Linked DNA regions of Sus scrofa: region 2 is linked to region 1. The links are chromatin contacts, called in public HiChIP or PLAC-seq maps. All regions are on one chromosome and are shown on one strand. Each heading gives the region's core, a stretch centred on a gene start, on an enhancer-like site or on the middle of the called end of the contact. The rest is flanking DNA. Distances are from core to core; before and after follow the strand shown.

The links. HiChIP or PLAC-seq counts read pairs in DNA pulled down with a chosen protein or histone mark.
Region 2: an H3K27ac HiChIP or PLAC-seq map of alveolar macrophages shows a contact between it and region 1. The contact joins two enhancer-like sites. A contact is called at or near these places in 2 of 5 promoter capture datasets (fetal liver and fetal skeletal muscle) and 1 of 2 datasets of contacts at active chromatin or transcription factors (alveolar macrophages).

Annotation. Positions count from the first base shown.
Region 1 is chr2:76,518,084-76,524,503 of Sscrofa11.1, forward strand. MKNK2 (MAP kinase-interacting serine/threonine-protein kinase 2) reads left to right here. Exons shown (of 15, transcript XM_021084205.1): 11 at 1-13; 12 at 474-668; 13 at 1,556-1,720; 14 at 2,400-2,443; 15 at 2,789-4,802. The coding sequence ends at 3,341. Among named protein-coding and RNA genes, the nearest start is that of MKNK2, 11 kb to the left of the region's middle. Within about 2 kb of position 2,263, at least 48 of the 83 cell types and tissues checked have an H3K27ac peak or open chromatin away from gene starts, as enhancers often do. A contact at or near this core is called in alveolar macrophages, fetal liver and fetal skeletal muscle, where this site is marked.
Region 2 is chr2:76,664,806-76,671,225 of Sscrofa11.1, forward strand. It overlaps ABHD17A (protein ABHD17A), which reads left to right. Exons shown (of 5, transcript XM_003122999.6): 4 at 1,008-1,187; 5 at 1,285-1,756. The coding sequence ends at 1,510. Among named protein-coding and RNA genes, the nearest start is that of ABHD17A, 9.9 kb to the left of the region's middle. Within about 2 kb of position 2,511, at least 75 of the 83 cell types and tissues checked have an H3K27ac peak or open chromatin away from gene starts, as enhancers often do. A contact at or near this core is called in alveolar macrophages, fetal liver and fetal skeletal muscle, where this site is marked.

The DNA.
Region 1 (6,420 bases), core at 1,013-3,512:
GCTGCTCACACCGGTAAGGGCCTGCGGAGTCAGGGTGCTCCGAGTGGGGCTGGGAGGAGTAGGTGTTGACAGGGGCCAAACGACTGAAATGGCCCCAGATCTAGTCCCAGGCTGTGATTGCGTAACCTGAAGGTGTGGAGCCTGTTTGGCTGCTTGGGCCTTGGAGCTGGGCTTCCGCTTAGCAACAGCGGCTGATTGGCCCAGGGGGTGCGGCTGGGCGGGGCCGCGGTCAGGCTCTTTGGGGCTGGGCGGGCTGCCATCACCTGTTGATTGGGCGGGGGCAGAGGGTTGGGGCGGGGCTGACCCAGCAGCAGCCTCTAATTGGCCGGTAGGCGGGCCCCCTCGGCAGCCTCTGATTGGTCTGGCGGGGCTGTCTGGCTGCGGTCTCAGGGAAGTCCCAGTTGTGGACGCTGCTTCCCGCCGCTTCCCACCCCCGCCGGGCCCTAATGCCCCACCCTGCCCCCCGCCCGCAGTGCGGTTCCGCTGAGTACATGGCCCCGGAGGTGGTGGAGGCCTTCAGCGAGGAAGCCAGCATCTACGACAAGCGCTGCGACCTCTGGAGCCTGGGCGTCATCCTCTACATACTGCTTAGCGGCTACCCGCCCTTCGTGGGCCACTGCGGCAGCGACTGCGGCTGGGACCGCGGAGAGGCCTGCCCTGCCTGCCAGGTGCGAGTAGGGGCCTCCCGTGCACCCCTCACCCGAGCACCCCACCAGGCCTGCCAAGGCAGGCACACGCGTGCACTCGCGCTCACACACTCTGGGACCTGGACTGTAAACTCCCACCTCTGCCTGCCCAGTGCACCCCAAAGGCCTCGTCCATGCAGAGAGCTACCCCTCACCTTGGTGGACCTAGACCGAGCATCCCCCAGGACTGTCCAGTGCACCCCAAGGCCGGCCTGTGGACGTCCACACTTACACCCACCCAAGGCCCTGCTGGGTGTACCCCTTGAGAGTCCTTTAGGGCTTGGCCTCTAACCACTGATGACATCCATAGGGCAGTGCCTGCCTGGCCTTCCTGGGTTCCCAGAGACTCTTTGGGTTCCCCACCCCCCTGGAGAAAGCAGTTGGGTCAGGGAGTTGAAGTAGGAGTGAGGCCTATGATTTGGGGTGATCAGGTTCTAGCCTCTATGCACTGTAGGCGGCTCAGGGTTCACGGCCCAGTGACCCCAAAATCTGGCTTGTAAATTGGTCTCCATTTGGGCAGAACCTACCGAGTTCCTCCCTGAAGCCACTCTGGTCCAGCCTACCAGCCATTTCCAGACCACTGGGTCCTTGCCTTCCTTGGCCCCCCAGAACTACTGGTCTTGCTGGCTGATCTCAGGGCACTTTTCAGCCCTCTGTCCATCCTGCTGTATTGGGGGGTTGCAGCCAGGGCCCTTTTCCCTGGGCCCAGGTCATACTCAATGTGGTGGATTGTGGGGGCCCTGATGGAAGTGTCACTCACTTCCTGTGTTCCCGTGCAGTGCTCCTCCGGGTCCAGGCTTGCCCATTAAGCAGTTCTGGCCTCCACCCTTGCTGGCTGAAATGACCCCTCTCTCCTGTGTCCTCTCCAGAACATGCTGTTTGAGAGCATTCAGGAGGGTAAGTACGAGTTTCCTGAGAAGGACTGGGCCCACATCTCCTTCGCTGCCAAAGACCTCATCTCGAAGCTCCTCGTCCGTGATGCCAAGCGGAGGCTGAGCGCTGCCCAAGTCCTGCAGCATCCCTGGGTGCAGGGGGTGAGTCTCCAGCTGCATCCCCTGGGAGGCGTGGGAGGCCACTCACCTCCATCCAGCCTCTGTGGATGGGCAAGGGTACTAGAACCTTCAGCAGCCCAGCATCAAGACCCCTGCCCTGACTGGGCCAGGGGACTGCAGGAGTTACTTCTTAGCTATTTGCCAGGCCCTGTGTCCTGGAGGCACTGGGGCCTCTTCAGGCCTCAAACAGCATGAAGCTGAGGTCAGCCAGGTAGCAGGGTGGGCAGCAAGCCAGGGTAGATCCATGCCCTGCTAACCCTGTCCAGAGATTTGTCCCCACCAATCCAAGAAAAGATGTTTCTTCTGCCCAGTGGGTGCCTCCCAGATGGGCTGCCATCCCAGGCAGGGAGGCCAGCAGGGCAGGGGCCTTACCCAAAAGTACAAGCTGGCACTAGGGCCCCACTGTCAAGGCGGATGGGCTGGTGGAAGGGGTTCCCAACCCCTTTCCGCAGCTGGGAACCATCTGGAGGGAGTGGCTTTGGTGAGACTCAGGCCCCGCCCACTAGGGCGGGGCTCCTGCTGCGCCTCCCTTCCCCCCAGCCTGGCTCAGTTCCGGGGCAGGTGCAGGGCTTTAACTCTTGCCCCTCTCACAGACCGCTGGGCGCCCCAGAGGGCGGGCCAGGCTCTGCTATTCAGACTGCCCTTTCTTTTCTCCTTGCAGTGCGCCCCAGAGAACACGCTGCCCACGCCCATGGTCCTGCAGAGGTAAGGCCCGTGTGGGAAACCCCGGGTCCAGGAGGGGGCGCCACATGTGAAGATGTTTAAAGAAGACAGAAAAAAAAAACTTAAGTCGTGTGGCGAGAAGCTCTTCAAGTGCTTGGGTGTCCTTGTACTGGGTGACGGATTTGGGACCTTAGCAGAGGTTCTAGACCCCTTCCCCCAGCGGCCAGGGTCTCTTGGGGCCCCGCTCCCAAGGAACTGCACAGACCCCAGGGCTCCCGAGGGAAGCAGGGGGACGGTGGCTACCTCCCTCTATTTGGTGACCCATCCCCACGCCCGCCCCCGCTGTCCCCAGGAACAGCTGTGCCAAAGACCTTACCTCGTTCGCAGCCGAGGCCATTGCCATGAACCGGCAGCTGGCCCAGCGAGAAGAGGACGCGGCCGAGGAGGCGGGGCAGGACCAGCCCGTGGTCATCCGAGCTACCTCACGCTGCCTGCAGCTCTCCCCGCCCTCCCAGTCCAAGTTGGCCCAGCGGCGGCAGCGTGCCAGCCTGTCCGCCGCTCCCGTGGTCCTGGTGGGAGAGCACGCGTGACCCCCTCCTTCCCTCTGTACATAGGCCGCCCCACCCCCTTCAGATCTAAAGATTTTTTTAAGCTATTGCCTGCGGGTGACCAGCGGGCTGCCCGCCCCCCAGCTGGCTTCCTAGGCGCTAAGCTCAGCTCCGGGGGGTCTTTTTATATAAGGTTTCTGCTGTTGGGTTTTTTTTCTTTTTTTCTGTTCCCTTTCTTTAAAAAAAGATTTTTCCCCCCTCTTAACGGTGTTAAAAGCAAAGCGGGCGCCGGGGAGGAGAACGGAGGGCGTGCGGCTGGGTGGGCCCCCTCCCGCCGCCCCGGCCCCAGATGCGCCCGGTACTGTGAAGGCCCCTCCCCGCCGCCCGCGTGACTCAGGAGAGGAGGGCGCGGCGTCTTCCCGGGCGGGCGAGCGGGAGCCGGACCGCGCGTCCCCCTCCCCACGCTCACAGTATTTTCAGGGACGGGTCGCCCCCCACCTCCCTTGACGAGACGGTAGCTTCTTCCCTCCCCACAGACACCCTGGGAGCGGGGCGGGGGCAGGGGCTTCTCAGGTCTCTGTCGTAAAAGGGGGACCTGGGGGCGGGCGGGGTGGCTCCGCCCACTGGACCCCCTGCTAACTGACAATCCGGGCTCCCTCGGATCCTGACCTTAAGCTGCAAATGACCGGGGCCCTTAGCCCCCCCGGGGACAGTCCACCCGGGAGAGTGGCGCTAGAGGAGGTGGGGGGGCCAGACAGGCGGCCGTCAGCCAACGGGGGGGTCCCGCGGACCCCCTCCACCCGGGCACCCGAGTGCCTTTTCTCAGGGCTCAGTCTGATCATGGCCACGTCACGCCCGGTCGCTCCCCGGCTCTGGCGTGGAAGCTCTGTCGGCCCCCTACTCCGGGCGTCTCAGAATCCCCCGACCCCCAAGGGCGGTGTCTCTGCCCCGCCCGCCTTCAGGAAAGGCCGCGGCCGCCACGCCCCCTCCGCCCGCGCCAGAGTCAGAAGTCGCGTGACCCGCGGGGCCGGGGAGACTCTGACGCCCTGCGCCCTCGGGTGGGACACTATGCAATCCAGGCTTTCTTTTTTACCGCACACGTGCTTCTGCCAGCGGGGCGCCCCGCGGCCGTCTGGCTTCTAGCTGTTCGCCCATTTCCTTAGTTTCTTAAGACAGCGGTTCGCTTCCCTTCCCTGTTGAAAAATACTTGAATGTGGGGGGGGAGGGGTGGCTCGGGTGCGGTCTCTGCGGCCCTCTCAGCCTCGTAGATTGTCGCAGTCCGTGGTGGCTGGTGGGGGGCCGCCGCCCCCGCCCGCCCGGATCTGTGGACTGGCCTTTCCAAAGACTGGGGGTGGGGAGGCCACCCCCCATCATTTCTCGCCCATCAGTGATTCCACGTTTTGCAATTTTGGGGATTCTGCCTTTTTGTAAAAAAAAAAACAAATGGATTCTCCCGCAGCCGGCGCCATGGCCATTTTACTAGGGAAAGCTGAGCTGTGAGCAGCTTTTTTTTTTTTTTTTTCCTTCAAAGGTGGGACAGCCACTTCCTCCCCCCTGTCATCGACAGCGCGGCCCGGAGGACTGGTCAGAACCGTTACTGTGAATGAGCAACCTGGTCCCAGGCTGCTCTGGCGCTGGGGGAAGGGGGAATAGCAGTGTTTCAATGTTAAGATGTGTAAAAAAGACAAAAAAAAACCAACTTTTTTTTAAAGTGGGGGAAAAAACATCCAAGCACTTTAACTCCACTGTACCAGGTGAACTGATACAGCTCAGAAGTTTTCCTTGACACCAACTGTCAATGCCGGAATTTTATATTCTGTTTTGTAAGGATTTAATAAAAGTCATAAAAACTAGTTTGCGCGCGCACCCCCTGGTTTTCTGTTGCCCTGTAACTGCTCGGCTCTGCTCCGGGACACCTGGGTCGGTCATCCACAGGTGGGGGCTGGTCCGAGGGCAAGGCTGGCACATGGTCCCCCGTGCGGTTTGGGCTTCCTCACAACAGAGGGTAGATCGAGAGGCCTGGCTGTGGGAGCTCTCCTGTGTCACCCCACAACCAAGGTTAGGTGGGGTAAAGCATGCTGTTGTTGCAGATCCAAGGGGAAGCAGGAAACCAGCTTTTGGTGGGGGAGGGGCACCCCTAGACAATGCAACTTAATTCAGTAAACCCCAGTAATTCAAACCTCCCCCTCCTGGCTGGCTCTCCTCCCTCTGTAGACTTAATCCCCTCAGCCATGATTACATTCTTACTGTATGCAGGTCTCTGCTGGGCAGCCCAGGGCCAACTTCTGATCCTGGGAGGTTGGGGGAAGGGAGAGGAAGTGGAACAGGGAAGACTTCCTGGAGGCAGGAGACAAAAGGGGGCAGTGAAGTTCAGTTGTTAAGGGCAGCAGCAGGGTCTGGAATCCCAGCCCCTTTCCAGACTGCCATGCTTGTCAGTTTCGTCTTCTGACAAGCAGGGATCTGAGAGAAACCAGGTGAGGCAAGAAAGTTGCATGGTGAGAAGATCAAGAGACAAATGATGTCACCCCTACAGGGCCTGGGGTGGGGAGCAGGCTGGTCAGGGGTGGGCCGGTCAAGGCTTGGTCCCTGGAATCTCTGTGTCTGTTTCTCTCAGTGAACATCAGGTCCTCAAGGCCCATCCACATTGCAGTGAACGTGGTGTCTCTCTCTTTTTCCTGACCGAGTGATGCTCCATTGTACGGACCACATTGTATTTATCCATCATCCACAGAGGGAGGCTGAGTTTCCCACTTTTGGGTGCTGTGAGTCGTGCTGCTGTGAATGTCTGTGTACCTTTGTCTGGATGTTTTACTACCCCTGGGTGGACACACGTAGAAGGAATGTGAGCAGGGCACAGACCCCCATTGGATGTCATTTTTGGTAGGACTTCTTGCCGCCACGTGGAGTGTGGGCTTGGGGCCCAGAGGACCAAGTGAGCCATTGTCACCCTTGCAGGCAGCCCAGTGAGGGTGATGGCTGGGAGGCCACAGAACAGACAGGTGCTGGCCAGTGAGGAGGTACCTTCCAGTGCCTGGAAACAGCCTGCACGTTGCCAAGGTGGGGCTTGGGGGGCAGGGGTGCTCTGGACTGTCAGGAAGGACTCCTGGCAAGACTTAGGCACCAGGATCCCCATCCAGGTTAGGACCCCAGGCTTGGCAGGTGGGACACCCTCCCCCTCCTAGCACTTCAGAAAGAATCTTCAGGGACACCAAGTAGCTGGGCCCTGCGCCCTAGTGCCCTCCTCTCAAAGCCTGCAGTGACCCCACCTGGTCCCCCCACATGCCCCATCTCAATGCCTCTGGGTGCCTCCCAGTCCCTTGCCTGACCTGGTATACGTGGTGGGGGGGGAATAGGGTGGGTACCACATGCCAAGCCACCGCCCTCTCAGGTGGCACCAAGCCCTGTCCAGCCCTGCCAGGCTGTGCCACTGACTTCTGCCTGCCCCCTGTTGCTGGCCAAGTTGCAGCCGCT
Region 2 (6,420 bases), core at 1,261-3,760, 150 kb after region 1:
GGTGCCCAGCACAGTGGTGGTCATTGCAAACCTGGAAGCAGGCCGGGGAAGAGTGGCCAGGGTGGTGGGCACAAGGCCAGGTGGCATCTGCAAGGCCTGGTAGTGGAAACAGTGAAGATGGCCCCCGAGTACCCAGGTGGGTTGCCCAGGTGAGACGCAGACCTTCCCTGGCCGCTGGGAAGAGGGGATGCCCTTTGAGGTCAGGGCTGTGGGTGTGTGAAAGGTAGGCCAGGGAGGACCCTTGCGCTGGGAGGGTAGTGAGGGGGGGTCTTTGTGTCAGGAAAGGGCACATGGGAGTCGTAGGGCTGGATCAGCTGTACCAGGGGAGGGAAGGTCTGGATATGGGAGTCGTGCCTATAACCTGGCCACTCTGTAGGGAAGGTGCCCAGAGAAGGAGGTGGTGGCCACCCACTGTTCCCTCGGGAGCAGCTCTTCCTGTCCTTCAGTGTTGTACTGAGCACCTGAGGGGCTGCAAACTGGCTGAGACATCAGAGGACATGATTGCCTCTATTTCCCAGGGCCAGGGATGGGTGAGGGTGCGGGTGCTGGGAGGAAGATGTGCCCCCTTCCAGGGCCACCAGGAGGGACTGGCCAATTCCGCACAGCAGGAACAGGAAGGGCCCAAGCAGGTCCTGCATGTGGCCCTGGCCAAGTGTGTGTAGGGGTGGGGGGTGGCCAGGAGGAGCAGGCGAGGCCCTAGGGACCGCTCCCAGGAACTACAGTGCAGTGCACCTCAATGCCTCTCAACTCTCCTCACAGGGGCACTGGCCAGGTGTGACCTGTGGCAACTGAGGGTACAGCCAGGCGGCCTGGGGTGGTGATCGGCCAGCTTCCCTCACTCCTGTCCGGGTTCTGCCTTCCAAATGAGCGGACTGCCTCGGTGTTGGGGGCAGGGGAGGGTCCCTGGGCCTGACCCTATTGCCTGGAGCCTGCGTGGAGAATGGGCGGGCAGTGGGAGGGGTGTGTGCCTGTGGCATCACAGCTGATCCAGACCCCACCGCTGCCAGGTACGGCATCAGCCCGGACAGCATCGTCCTGTACGGGCAGAGCATCGGCACTGTGCCCACTGTGGACCTGGCCTCGCGCTACGAGTGCGCCGCGGTGGTGCTGCACTCCCCGCTCACCTCGGGCATGCGCGTCGCCTTCCCTGACACCAAGAAGACCTACTGCTTTGACGCGTTCCCCAAGTGAGCGCGGGGCGGGATCTGAGGGCGGGGGGCGGAGCTCAGGGGTGGGGCCTCGGCGGGGGTGGGGCGCGGAGGCCTAACGTGCCCCGCCCCGCAGCATCGAGAAGGTGTCCAAAATCACGTCGCCGGTGCTCATCATCCACGGCACGGAGGACGAGGTGATCGACTTCTCGCATGGGCTGGCGCTCTACGAGCGCTGCCCCAAGGCCGTGGAGCCCCTATGGGTAGAGGGCGCTGGGCACAACGACATCGAGCTCTACAGCCAGTACCTGGAGCGCCTACGCCGCTTCATCTCCCAGGAGCTGCCCAGCCAGCGCACCTAGCCTAACGGACCTCAGCGATAAGGCGGCGCCCGGACCTCGCCCCGGCGCTGGGGGCTGCATGTGAATCCCCGGGCTCCCCAAGCACTGCCCTCCAGGCAGCCGGTAGGCAGGCGTTGGGACCTGCCCCTCATCCAGGGGCGTGGACAATGTACAGGCAACGGAGCTACGCTCTCCTTTCCTTTTGGAAGCAAAACGAAGGAAAAACGTGAAAACAAATTAAAGATTAAAAATTTTAAAGTTCCTTTCCCTTTCTTGACTTTAGTGTGCTTTTCCTGGGGCTCCGCAAGCTCTGGACTTTGTCCACAACCCCCCAGGAAAGTTCAGCACAATTGCAGGTATCGGGTTACTCTCCCTACAGAAGAGGGTTGGGGTTCGGGTCCTAGAGTGAGCCAGGGGAGGGTGGTGGCTCCCTGTTTCCAAGACAGTACTGGGTGTGGAAGTGGCCGCGGCGGATCTGGACCAGGACTTCTCTGGGGTCCCAGAGAGGCAGGCACCTTTCTGTACACAGACTGTGCTTGTGATTTCCGCCCCACCTGTCCTCAGACCCCTGCATAGAGAGGGGTCCCAGAGAGTCTTTAGCAAACCCAGGCTTTTGGACCCAGTGGAAGACAGCAGCAAGCCTGAGGCCTCGTGGGGTCTCCCCAGAAATGAGGTCACGCGGAGCTCTTCCACAACACGCCTTGGGGCCTTGGTCCGAGCTGTATCCTCCGCCCGGGATGCCCTTGAAGACCGGGATGGCCCAGGGTCTCCCTGGACCCTGACCGGACGCCGGGCTCACCCGGATCCTGCGGAGTGCCCCCTGAGACTTCTGACGGGGGCGTTCTAGAGTGAGGACGGCCTCAGAGATCGGGAGGCGACTGGGCATGTGTTTGGGCACTGGGCAGTGGCGAGGCCAGGACCTGGAGGTGCTTCCTCCTTGGCCTCTAGAGCTCCGCGGCCCCTTTAAGAGAGGGCGGTGTTTCGGCCAGTTGGGGGGCGGGACAGCGCTGAGGGGTCACAGCGGGGGCGGAAGCGGAAGTGGGGTGGCGCGCGCAGACGCAGCGGCAGGCGGCGGAACTGGAGGAAGCCGTGGCCTCGGCGGTAAGTGGCGGCGGCTCGGACCCCGGCCAGCCGTCCCTGCCCTTGCCGCCGTTCCGCCCGTGAGGGCTCATCCAGTGGGCTGACAGACGCCGGCGTGGCTGTGTGTCAGCGTTGACGCCGAGCGGGGCGAGGCCTCGCAGCGCTTTCTGTGCTTCGCAACTGGGAATTGTTCCTGGGGCGCTCGAAGAGCCGGGAGTGCCCCCGGTCCCGATTTCGGTCCCGCCGTCTCTAACCCAGGATGGTGCCCGGCCCTGGTGGTGGGCGGGAAGGTTCTGTGCCTTCGTCCCTCCCGAGCCCCACGGACCCTCTTGCTGCGAGTCTAGGGTCGTGTTTGATAATCCAGGACGTCTAGGAGCAAATCTGAACATGGGATGTGCACTCAGGAAAGCCGCGAACTGCGGGTCCTCTCGCTCATTCGTCCTTTCCGCCGCGGGGTCCTTGCACAGGGTGATCTCTGTGCCCATACGTCTCAGCAAGGCTAACGTTTCTCTACACGTCTGACCCCTCTCAGCCTCTTGCTGCAGCATTTCTTCCCCAAAGCCCCCGACCCTGACCCTCTGCCCAGTGCTCCCACTGACTGACTCCTGGTGCTGCCCTTGTCGCAGAGACCATTGTCTTTTCATCTCATCAGATGCAAATTCCTTAAGTCCAAAGCGATGGCTTACAAGTGAAGAAAAATGTTTTGGGACACACAGTAAAAAAAAGTTGAGTGTAAAAGAGCTTTGGGTGAAAACTCTGTGTTCTTCCCACTCCGGACGTCCAGGCCTAGTTCCCTTCCTCTGGGGCAGAGATAAAAAGAATTTCTTATGTTTCAGCAAAGAAAGTATACTTGTGTATCTAATAAGTTTATGTGAAAGTGTGCGCTAACTCACGGTGGCTTGGAGAGTGTTTATGTTCCAACATATAGACTGGATTCAGTCCTAGTGGCTGCAGCATATTTTATTAGCACTGTAATTTATCCTGTTTCTTTGTTGAAATTTAGTTTTTTTTTTTCCAGTTTTCTGTAACAGACAGTGCTACGTCAAGTATCCTTGTCCAAATGTCTTCCTACCCAAGTAGTAGTTTTTCTGTAGGCTGAATTCCTTACTGCTAGGAAGGAAGGGCTAGGTGGAAGGACTTTCTCTCCATCAATCTCTAAATGGGTATGTGACTTTTTAAAATTTATTTGTTGGCTGTGCTTGCAGCATGGGAAAGTTCCTGACCGAGGATCCAGCCTATGCCACAGCAGTGACCATGGCCACATCAGTGACCACACCAGATCCTTAACCCACTAAGCCACCAGGGGACTCCTATGAGCTCTTTAAATAGTATTTCAGGAGTTCCTGTGGTGGCTCAATGAAAACAAATCTGACTAGCATCCATGAGGGTGCAGGTTCGATCCCTGGCCTTGCTCAGTGGGTTAAGGATTTGGCGTTGCTGTGAGCTGTGGTGTAAGTTGCAGACTCAGCTTGGATTTGGCGTAGGCTGGCAGCTACATCTCCAATTCTACCCCTAGCCTGGGAACCTCCATATGACATGGGTGTGGCCCTAAAATACAAGGAAAATAGCATTTCATTGCAACTTTGTCTGTATTTCCCAGAAGTATAATCAAACAGCTCATTGCTTCTGTTAGATTTATTTTTATGCTGATCATTTCTACCATTAATATAGAAAGTGGCAAAGTCTAGTGAATTCCCTGGAGATCTGGTGGTTGAGGATCTGGCATTGTCACTGCTGTGGTTAGGGTCACTGCAGTAGTGTGGTTTGGATCCCTGGCCTGAGAACTTCTGCATGCTGCAGGTGTGGCAAGAAAAAAAAGGGGGGGGGAAGAAAAAGAAACCGAAAAACCAAAAAAAAAAAAAAGTGAAAAAAATCTGTATGTATTACATACATGTATTTATTTTATTTGCTTTATTATGGCTGCAGCTATGGCATATGCAGCATATGGCTAAGGATCCAAACCACAGTACACTGCAGCCATAGCAACACTGGATCCAAGCCACATCTGTGACCTACACCACAGCTCCTGGAAATGTCAGATACTTAACTTGCTGAGCAGGGCTAGGGATTGAACCTGCATCTTCATGGATACCAGTCAAGTTTGTTACCACTGAACCAAAATGGTAACTCCAACATATTTGGAATATTTGTATTTGTCCATTTTTCTATTCAGTTCTTGATGTTGTTTTCTAGGAGCACTTTTATACGTATCAAGGAAATTAAGGTATTCCCGTCATGGCTCAGTGGTTAACGAACCCGACTAGCATCCATGAGGATGTGGGTTCGATCCCTGGTCTCGGTCAGTGTGTCAAGGATCCAACGTTGCCTTGAGCTGTGGTGTAGGTCACAGATGCGGCTCGGATCCCGCGTTGCTGTGGCTGTGGTGTAGGCTGGCAGCTATAGCTCCGGTTGGACCCCTAGCCTGAGAACCTCCATATGCTGCAGGTGTGGCCCTATAGAGACAAAAAACAAACAAAAAAAGAAAATTAGCCCATTGTCTTTTTTTTTAAGTATTTTGGGAGTTCCCATTGTGACACAGCAGAAACAAATCTGACTAGTATCCATGAGGACCCAGGTTGGATCCCTGGCCTTGCTCAGTGGGTTAAGGAACCAGTGTTGCCGTGAGCTGTGGTGTAGGTCGCAGATGCAGCTTGGACCTGGTGTTGCTGTGGCTGTGGCTTTGGCCAGCAGCTGCAACTTTGAATTGACCCCTAGCCTAGGAACCTCCTTATGCTGCGGGTGCAGCCCTAAAAAGACAAAAAAAAAAAAAAAAAAAAAAAAGAAAAGAAAAAGGTAACAATAACAAAAACAAAAAAGTATTTTGGAGTTCCCTGGTGGCTCAGCAGGTTAAGGACCTGGTGTTGTGGCTGCTGTGGTGCAGTTCATCCCTGGCCTGGGAACTTGCATATGTTGCGGGTGCAGCCGATATATATATATATATATTTTTTTCAACCTGAATTTGTGTTTGACTTGGATTGTGTATGTGACTGTCTTTTTGTTTGTTACTTTTATTTAATTTCTTAGGTTTTCCAGGCATTTAAAATCATTATTAGTCATTACCAGTTACAGCTTGTGCATTTTTGTATCCTGCTCAGAGAGAGCCTCCTACTGCGAGATTTTAAAACATTTCATGTTTTCAGGAGTTCCCGTCGTGGCGCAGTGGTTAACGAATCCGACTAGGAACCATGACGTTGCGGGTTCGGTCCCAGCGCTTGCTCAGTGGGTTAACGATCCGGCGTTGCCGTGAGCTGTGGTGTAGGTTGCAGACGCGGCTCGGATCCCGCGTTGCTGTGGCTCTGGCGTAGGCCAGTGGCTACAGCTCTGATTGGACCCCTAGCCTGGGAACCTCCATATGCCACGGAAGCAGCCCAAAGAAATAGCAAAAAGACAAAAAAAAAAAAAAAAAAAAAAAAAAAAAACCCAAACATTTCATGTTTTGTTCTGTAAATGGAATGGCTTGCTTTTTAAATATGTATTTAATTTTTTGGTCTAATTCTAGAAAGGACTTCTGGGAAAGAGGTAGGGACCCAAACTGCTTTTTTCCAAATCGTCTGCCCAGACCCCGTTTCCCAAAAAGGCCATTCTTTCCAGGCTGAAGGGCCACCTTTATTGTGCTCCAAGAGCTTCGTGCTGGTGGATCTCTTTCCAGGCCCTGTCATCCCCATTAGTCCAAACCCTGCTGTCTTCTTTACTGAATGTCCGCAGGCCCCACTGTCATAATAAATAGTTGGTGCCTTGAAGGTATTCCATGTAGTGCTGGTTCCACAGGACACTGCCATAGAAAGAATTTGGAAAAGTTGTCTTTGGTGCCTCCCCACTCCGCTACCTCTTTGGCTTGGATAGTCCTAGTG